Linked DNA regions of Ovis canadensis: region 1 is linked to region 2. Evidence: chromatin contacts called from public Hi-C data. All regions are on one chromosome and are shown on one strand. Each heading gives the region's core, a stretch centred on a gene start, on an enhancer-like site or on the middle of the called end of the contact. The rest is flanking DNA. Distances are from core to core; before and after follow the strand shown. Region 1 has its middle 21 kb from the start of IREB2. Region 2 has its middle 14 kb from the start of SKIC8.

The links. A called contact is a pair of places that touch in the nucleus more often than the background predicts.
Region 1: a Hi-C map of lung shows a contact between it and region 2, with 4 times the contacts expected there. The contact joins two enhancer-like sites. A contact is called at or near these places in 2 of 2 Hi-C or Micro-C datasets (fibroblasts and lung).

What each region holds. Positions count from the first base shown.
Region 1 is chr18:44,459,760-44,463,418 of ARS-UI_OviCan_v2, reverse strand. No RefSeq gene overlaps it. Among named protein-coding and RNA genes, the nearest start is that of IREB2, 21 kb to the left of the region's middle. Within about 2 kb of position 2,053, the one cell type or tissue checked has open chromatin away from gene starts, as enhancers often do. A contact at or near this core is called in fibroblasts, where this site is marked.
Region 2 is chr18:44,362,011-44,365,760 of ARS-UI_OviCan_v2, reverse strand. No RefSeq gene overlaps it. Among named protein-coding and RNA genes, the nearest start is that of SKIC8, 14 kb to the right of the region's middle. Within about 2 kb of position 1,755, the one cell type or tissue checked has open chromatin away from gene starts, as enhancers often do. A contact at or near this core is called in fibroblasts, where this site is marked.

The DNA of each region.
Region 1 (3,659 bases), core at 804-3,303, 97 kb before region 2:
ATTCCCCCTGCTCCTGGCATCAAGGACCATTCCCTGTCCTTCCTCTGGTCTTTGCTTTGCCTGCCCATCCCTGGGTCTATCCCCTCAGTGGAACTCAGTACTGTGAGTATCAATCTCCCAGCACCAGGTATGTTTATAGCACTGAACATTTTCTATTTTCATACAACGCAGCTCCCAGACACAAGACTGCTGCTGTATCTGGTGTTCAAATATCCCAAACGAGAAGAAAACTTGGCTGTACTGATATTATTGAACGATGATCTTGTCATGCAATGTGTACAGAACTTTAGGGATCTTCAAGGGTAATTCTGACTGCAGAGGATTTTACTTTGTGCTGACTTTAGAAACTAGACCTATACAAGCTGTCAGTCCAGTGCGTATAGTTCATGAGATCATTAGGGATAAGACTCTGGATAAACAGCTGCTCTCCACAGGTAGGTGCCTTTGTATATTATCTCCTGAGTCCCAGGATGTCTTTCCCTCTAGAGGGTGAGCCCACCATTAAGTCTCAGAATCATAGATCTGAGCACTGGGAGGGAGGTGGGGGCTTGCACCAGGATATAGAGTCTTCTAGCCTTTTTTTTTTTTTTTGGTGTGGCACAGGGGACCTGTCCTCCCTGCAGTGAAAGTGCAGAGTCTTAACCCCTGGACCTCCGGGGAAGTTCCTCCAGCTCTTTTTGTTAGATGAAGCAGCTGAGGCCCAGAGAGAGAGAAAAGGGGTGGGGGAGACCCAGTTTTCCAGTGATTCTTGGGGTGCATCTCTTTTCTCTGAGCCCCACCAGTTGTCCCTGGAAAAAATAAGAAAGAAGACAGGATTGGGAGAGCACATGTTCCCCAAGGGAAGCATCAAACTGCCCTAAGTTAAAGGCTTCCTTTGGTGTAGCTCCAAGTCATACATCTCAGGAGCAGTCTCAGCCAGTGCATGCTCTTGCAACAGGTCCTCATGGGCCTCTCTTCTGCTTCATAATGAATCAACACCAAAGTTATGGAAGGCACTAAACTTGCCCAGGATTCTCACCCTAGAAAGAGCTTATATTGGGGCATTTGCCTGAAAAATTGCCAACATCAGAATGGGCCTGGAGATGCTTGCAGGCTTATACAGCAGCTCAAGGGTTAAGTTTCCATGGCAAAATCTGAGAATTCTTTTTTTTAAATATAATTTTCTTTATTTGTGGCTGTGCCGGGTCTTCATTGACATTCAAGGGCTTTCTCCAGTTCTAGAGAGTGGAGGCTACTTCTCTGTTGCGGGCCCTAGAGCACTCAGATTTCAGTAGTTGTGGCTCACAACATGTGGACTCTACCTGGACCAGGGATTGAACCTACGTCCTCTGCCTTGGCAGGCAGATTCTTATCCACTGTACCACCTGGGAAGTCCAAAATCTGAGAATTCTTAATTCTCTTGCTCTTTTAGGAAATACTTTCATATTGCACAAAAATGTAATTACTTGACTGAATACCAAAGAGCTGGGAATCACAGGACTAACATTTATTGCGTATTTACTACGTGCCAGGTGCTTTTGACATGTTAGTCATTGCAAAAACCAATTAAAACAGGCGTTAGGAGGATGAAACTGAAGCTCAGAGAGGGTAAGTGACTTGTCTAAGGCCACACAGGCAACAGGTAGCAGTCAGGATTTGAAACCAGGTTAGCCTAACTCAGATGAAAGAAGTTTTCCTAATCCTATAGTTTCTTCTTTTTGGAAAAACCTTATAGATACCAGGACACTGGTTATATGTAGTCTAGACTCCCAACAAATGCAGGAATTCCTTCCAAAACTTCAGACAGAGAAAGTGGAGCAGGCAGACAGGGCACTGAGCTGGATGTCTGTATTCATGGATTATGATTTTTGACTCCGTCCTGGACAACCCAAGTTCATCTGTCTCTGAAGGCTGAACTAGTCTCCTAAGTCTCCCAGCCCTAAAAGTAGGTGATTCTGTAGCAAACACTGTGGATGACTCACGTGATTCCTTTCTGGACTGTAGGGGCTGAGCCACTAATGATTACATTTCCAAGCTCTTCTGTAGGGCAGGATCTGGTTATAATTTACAGTCTGTTGGTCAAATGCATTCATCTGAGACTCATTCAGGACTGAATTATGTGGAGAAAGGGGTGGGGCAAGGACATCTGTTTTGCTGGCACAGAAAGGGGTAGAGTTGGCCTGATTCTGGGGCAAGCAGGGGAGGACAGCATCCTGATTGTCACAAAATAGCAACGCCCGCAGTTGCTCAGCTCTGCAGAGTAGTTTTGTGAATTGCACTTGTAAACTCAGACTAGACAGCAACCCAGTGGTTCATTAGGCTCTATGTATCTCTTTGTATCAGCAAGGACTCTCTAGTAGAGGACAGAATCCCTTCTAGTTCATTTAAGCAGAAAATGATTCACTACAGGGTAGGAAAGGGCTTAGAGCTGAAGACACCTCGTAGGTTGAAATCATGTGAATGACTCTGAGAGGGTCCAAGGGAGCTGCTACCTCGTCAATGATCAGGACGCCAATGGCTCCAGCACCACATGGATACTGCCACCGTCCAGAAGCCTCTATGGTTATCAAACTGTCACAACCACGAGGCCACCGTGATCAGAAACCAGAACCACAGTTGCAGCTTCAGAGGCACACTGTGCCCACTAGCCTCTGCCAGTGAATTTGTCATACTCTGCTTCCCAATACTTACAAAGTTAGTGATTGGACACCAAAATTTCTGCAAGGGCTGCTGAAAATATCAGTAGACCCAGCAAAGTTGTGGCTTCCTCCTCATCTCCATCTTCTGTGCCAGCCCACCTGCAAGCCTGGCAAACAGACTAGCTTTCCAGTCTCGTCATTAGAGGAAGACAAAGAAGACAGCAGAACTGATGCTAAGCACAGTCTACCATTATAAACCCTTTTCTGTTAAAACTCACTGGAGGACATTCAGATGTCTACACACCAAGACCCCTCACCAAGCAGGCTCTGTCTCTGGTGCCAGGGCACTGATCACGAGATGCCTGTTGACTATGTGAGTGTGATCGTGGAAACGTTTTCTTTTATGTTTTAATTTTTTTTTAATTAAACGTCTTACTTTGGATTGGGAGTATAGTCGATGAACAATGCTGCGACAGTAAAACATTTTCATTTCTGTTGTGCTGAAACCTGCACTCCTCTGCCTCACCTGTCCCGGGTTTGCTTTCTGGCACCAAACAGGATGAGTCAGCCCTCTATGTTCACGTCCGGAGATCTAAGGATGGTGATGATGACATTCCCCACACTGCACAGCAGCACGGAAAAGCCTGACTTTCAAATGAAAAACTGTTGAGGAGAGCCAAGCACCAAAGCAAAGGCAGAGGTGGCCCAGGATGAAAGAGATGGCAACGCTGAGCACCAAGAGAAGTATTCATGGCAGCTCAGTGAAGGCAGAACCACAGCCATTTGGCAACTCCCAGTCTTTTGAGAGGCTGAGGAAACCAATTAATTCAAAATGTATTATATACAGTATGCTAAATTGGTCACCAGAGGGAGTCTAGATATAACAGGGTCTTTGGCTAAAACTGTCATTATAACGGTTAGTATCTGGAGAGCTTTTCCCTCCTTCTTTAAACCGAAGTGCTCCAAGCACCTTGCCACCCCTGGTCTCATTAACAAACAAGTGCCTCCGTGAGCTAGGCAGGTGGCCAGTCTCATTATCCC
Region 2 (3,750 bases), core at 506-3,005:
CAACGTGAGTCAGCTACAACCAGACATATATCCCCTCCCCCCTAGCCTCCCCCTCCCCTATCCCAGACCTCCAGGTCATCGCAGAATGCCAGACTGGGTTCCCTGTGCTACATAGCACAACCTCTCACCAGCCATCCATCTTATATCTGACAGTACAGATATAATGAGGCCACTTTCTCCACTTGTCCCACTCTCTCCCTCCCCGACCAGGGCCACAAGTCCATTCTCCACATCTGCGTCTCCATTCCTTCCTTGCAACGCTATTGTCTTATAGCTAGCTGTTCCAGGGAGTATAACCTCCTCCCCGCACCTGAATACTGCCTCTCCTCCGGGGAACCTCGGCAGGGCAGAACCTTCAGTCTCATGACTGAGTGCCCACAGCTGGTATCTACTGGCTGGCACCCCCTACCCCAGCCTCATTCTCCCTGGTTCTGGAATTGAGGTCTACAGAGGACCTAGTCAGTTCCTCTTCATCAGGCCTTTGTTCAGAGAAGAACTAAGCTCTGCATGCACAGGACACCTCAGTAGCAACGACCCACCCCTCTCCCCACCAATGTGATGAGTTTTCATCGTTTCATCAAGACTCCTCCCCACCCAGCACAGGCTCCTCGCTGATCTCCCCTGGCTCCAGACCTTCATCTTATACCCCCTTCCCCAGGGCTGAGCAAGGCTCCTGAGAGATCCCCTGGTTCCATGGGCCTTCTTACTCCTCCAGAAGTCATCTGAATGCAGGGGAATGAGAACTTCACTAGGACACGGAATCACCCCTGCTTTGTCAAATAGTGGATTATCCTCAGCCATAGGCCCTTGGAAACTCAGCCTGGATTCCCTCCAGAGCAGAGCCTGAGGCCAAGTCTGCCAAACTGGGAGCTTATTAGAAAAGCAATCCCAAGAGCAGGATGGAGAGACAGGGGTGAAACAGGGGAGAAGGGAAGGCCAAACCGAGGATGCATTACTGGGCTGGCCCTCAGAGCCAGCGGCTGGCATTTGACCCCGTGGGGCCTTTGAAGGGTCATGTGACAGATGTCTCAGAACTGGGGGAACACTTACCCAGTGGCTTCCGCCCCACATTAGTCAGGGCCACCCCACCAGCCATGATTCCCCCCACCCTTCCTGGAGAACATGGAGCAGCTCCCCAGGCAGGAAGGTGGAGAGTCATGGAGAGGGGAGATGCCATTGGCTTCCACTTGGGCTGAGCAGGGCCTGGGGGAGTGGCTGGACTGAGAGGCGAGGCTGAGGGATACTCAGGGCTGTGCAGAAAGTACCCTTGTGTGCAACACGGGTAGCTCACAGCCGACATGGCCAACCAGCTGGCAGAACACCTTGATTCAGAACAGCCGAGGTGGATCTGAAGGTCAAGACTGGAAGGTGCCTCAGAGCAGATGGGCTCCCTGGACAGACAGACGAGGAAACTAAGGCCCAGAGAGGGCTCTGGCAGAGGCCAGCCAGAGACCTTCTCTTCCAGATCCTCTAGTGGCGGCAGGAGACAATTTGGGCGAAATGCCAGCTTCATGCATGGCATACAATAAGTGCTAGGAAATCGGAATTTTATCAATAACAAGGGCAAGAATGATAACAGTTCCCAATGTGAAGTCCCGTGTCCTGGCTGCCACATCATACAGCTTCCTGGGGCATCTTTGATATAACTGCCCAGCAGGTTCTCTCCATGCTTTCATTCTTCTGCTCTTAACTCTGGTGCAGGGGCAGACAAGGGAAAATGTTGATACTTTCAGCTGAACGGAGCATCCCAGGAATGCACTTGAAATTCCTGTCTGGTGTGCGGCTTGGACCTCAGCTCCCTCCGTGAGTCAGGGCTGTGGGAGGTGGGGAGCTTTGTGGCAAGGCTGCTTTAGAGCTCCTTTGTTTTTTGCTTTGTTTTGTTTTATTCCCTTTGTCCTCAGAAGTGCATTCAATACAGAATACCTGGTGCTTTCCCAAGCTTTCCAGCTTGGTGCTGGCACCTGTTTGTCCTGGCAAGAGATTGTGGGCTTAAATATGGAGGGGAAGAGATCCCCAAGTTCCCCTGGCAATGAGTTCTCTTCTTCGCAAGGCTTGGTTTGCCCCCTTGCCTCCTAAGTCCAGGCCCCTCTGCTCAGCATTTCCTTCTAATCCTGCCTTTTGCACTCTGCTGTCAATCCTTACTCCCCCTAACTTTGCAAGTAAACGTTCCTAAATTTCAGTCCCTTACTCTGACTCTGCTTTCCAGAGCAGCCTCTGGAGTGGACACCGCAAGGTATGCACACCCCGGGCACGCCCTGGGTCAAACATCACCAGTGGTGTGCTGGAGCCTCGCATATCAGCTTACCAGAGCAGATTCTGTGCACTGGTCAGTGACATCATGTCAGTAACTTGAAATCACCCACGGGAGCTATATTTACACCGCAGTAATTGGCCTGTGTTATGAACCAGGTTTTGATGCTTTCTCTGAAGAGCCTGTTGTTAAACATTCACCAGCCCACGGCTGGAACCCCTGCTCCTCCTCCTCCGGCTCCTCTGAGACTCTCATCATCCAGGTAGACCCCCCGCCCTCTACCTTCCTCATCACCCTCACCTACCAACCTGTCCCGTCTCATTCTCTGCAGACTGTGGGACTGGCTTACAGCTTCCCACCCAATTCCCACCACATTTTTGGACACAGAGCCTACTCTTGACAGCCCACCATCCTGGCTTCCCTGGCTCATCCTCTGACACTCTCTATTTCTTCAGCAGCCTGTTTTTGCAGCCTGACTTTGCTGCTTCCTGTGTCACTCGGTAAGTGCCCAGAAAGTCGTGGTGTGGGCCCCAACTACGGCAGAATCCTAGATCCTGCTGGGCTTGCCCAGCCCCTGTCTCTCCCTCAGCACAGCTGCACTTCCCCAGGAGTGTGGCCCAGTCCCCTAGTCTATGGCGAGTTTGCCCCTGGCTCCTGCCCATTCTTGAGTGGTGTGGGCACTGCGGGTAGCTGGAAGAGGTGGGACTCTGGCCCTCAGGGTCAGAGATGCCACGTGCCCAGGGCCTCGGGGAGACTGGGTTCCCAGCCCCATTTTCCCATGGCTTTATCAGGTGTTCTGTATTAACTTTGTTCGCTGTGCCAACTTTTCTATAAAATCGTGTGCTCTGTGCTCAGTCGTGTCCAACTCTTGGTGACCCCACAGACTGTAGCCCACTAGGCTCCTCTGTCCATGGGATTTCCCAGGCAAGAATACTGGAGTGGGTTTCCATTTCCTTCTCCAGGAGATCTTCCCAACCCAGGGGTCAAACCGGTGTCTCTTGCACCTCCTGTATTGCCAGGCAGATTCTTCACCACTAGCGCCAGTTGGGAAGCTCCCTTCTTGTGATTCCTAGACTTCTGAGGTAGGGAAAAGCAGACAGGCTATGGCTTTTCTGATTCAAAGGCTGACTCCTTTGAGGATGGTCTAGAAGCCTGGTGAGAATCACTGGGAGCAGTAGCATTTCCATCTGATGCCTTTGTGTGTTCCCAGCCTAACCCCATACAAGCCAAGCTGGTGGACATTGGCACAATAGCCCTCGGCAGGAGGTGACAGTCAACCCCTGGCCAGTAGCTGGTGAATCGAATAGAATCACCCTCCTTGGTGCTTGGGTGCAAGGCCAATCAGTTCCCCAGGCCGTTCCGCAGGCTGCAGTCCTTAGGTCAGGTGTGTGCGGAGGGTGAGGGCCTCAGCTGCACCTGCCAGGCTCTCTTTCCCCTGCTTCTACCATCTGCTCGCACTCCCTTGGGGGATCTTCCTAGACTATGCCTACAGGGATTAC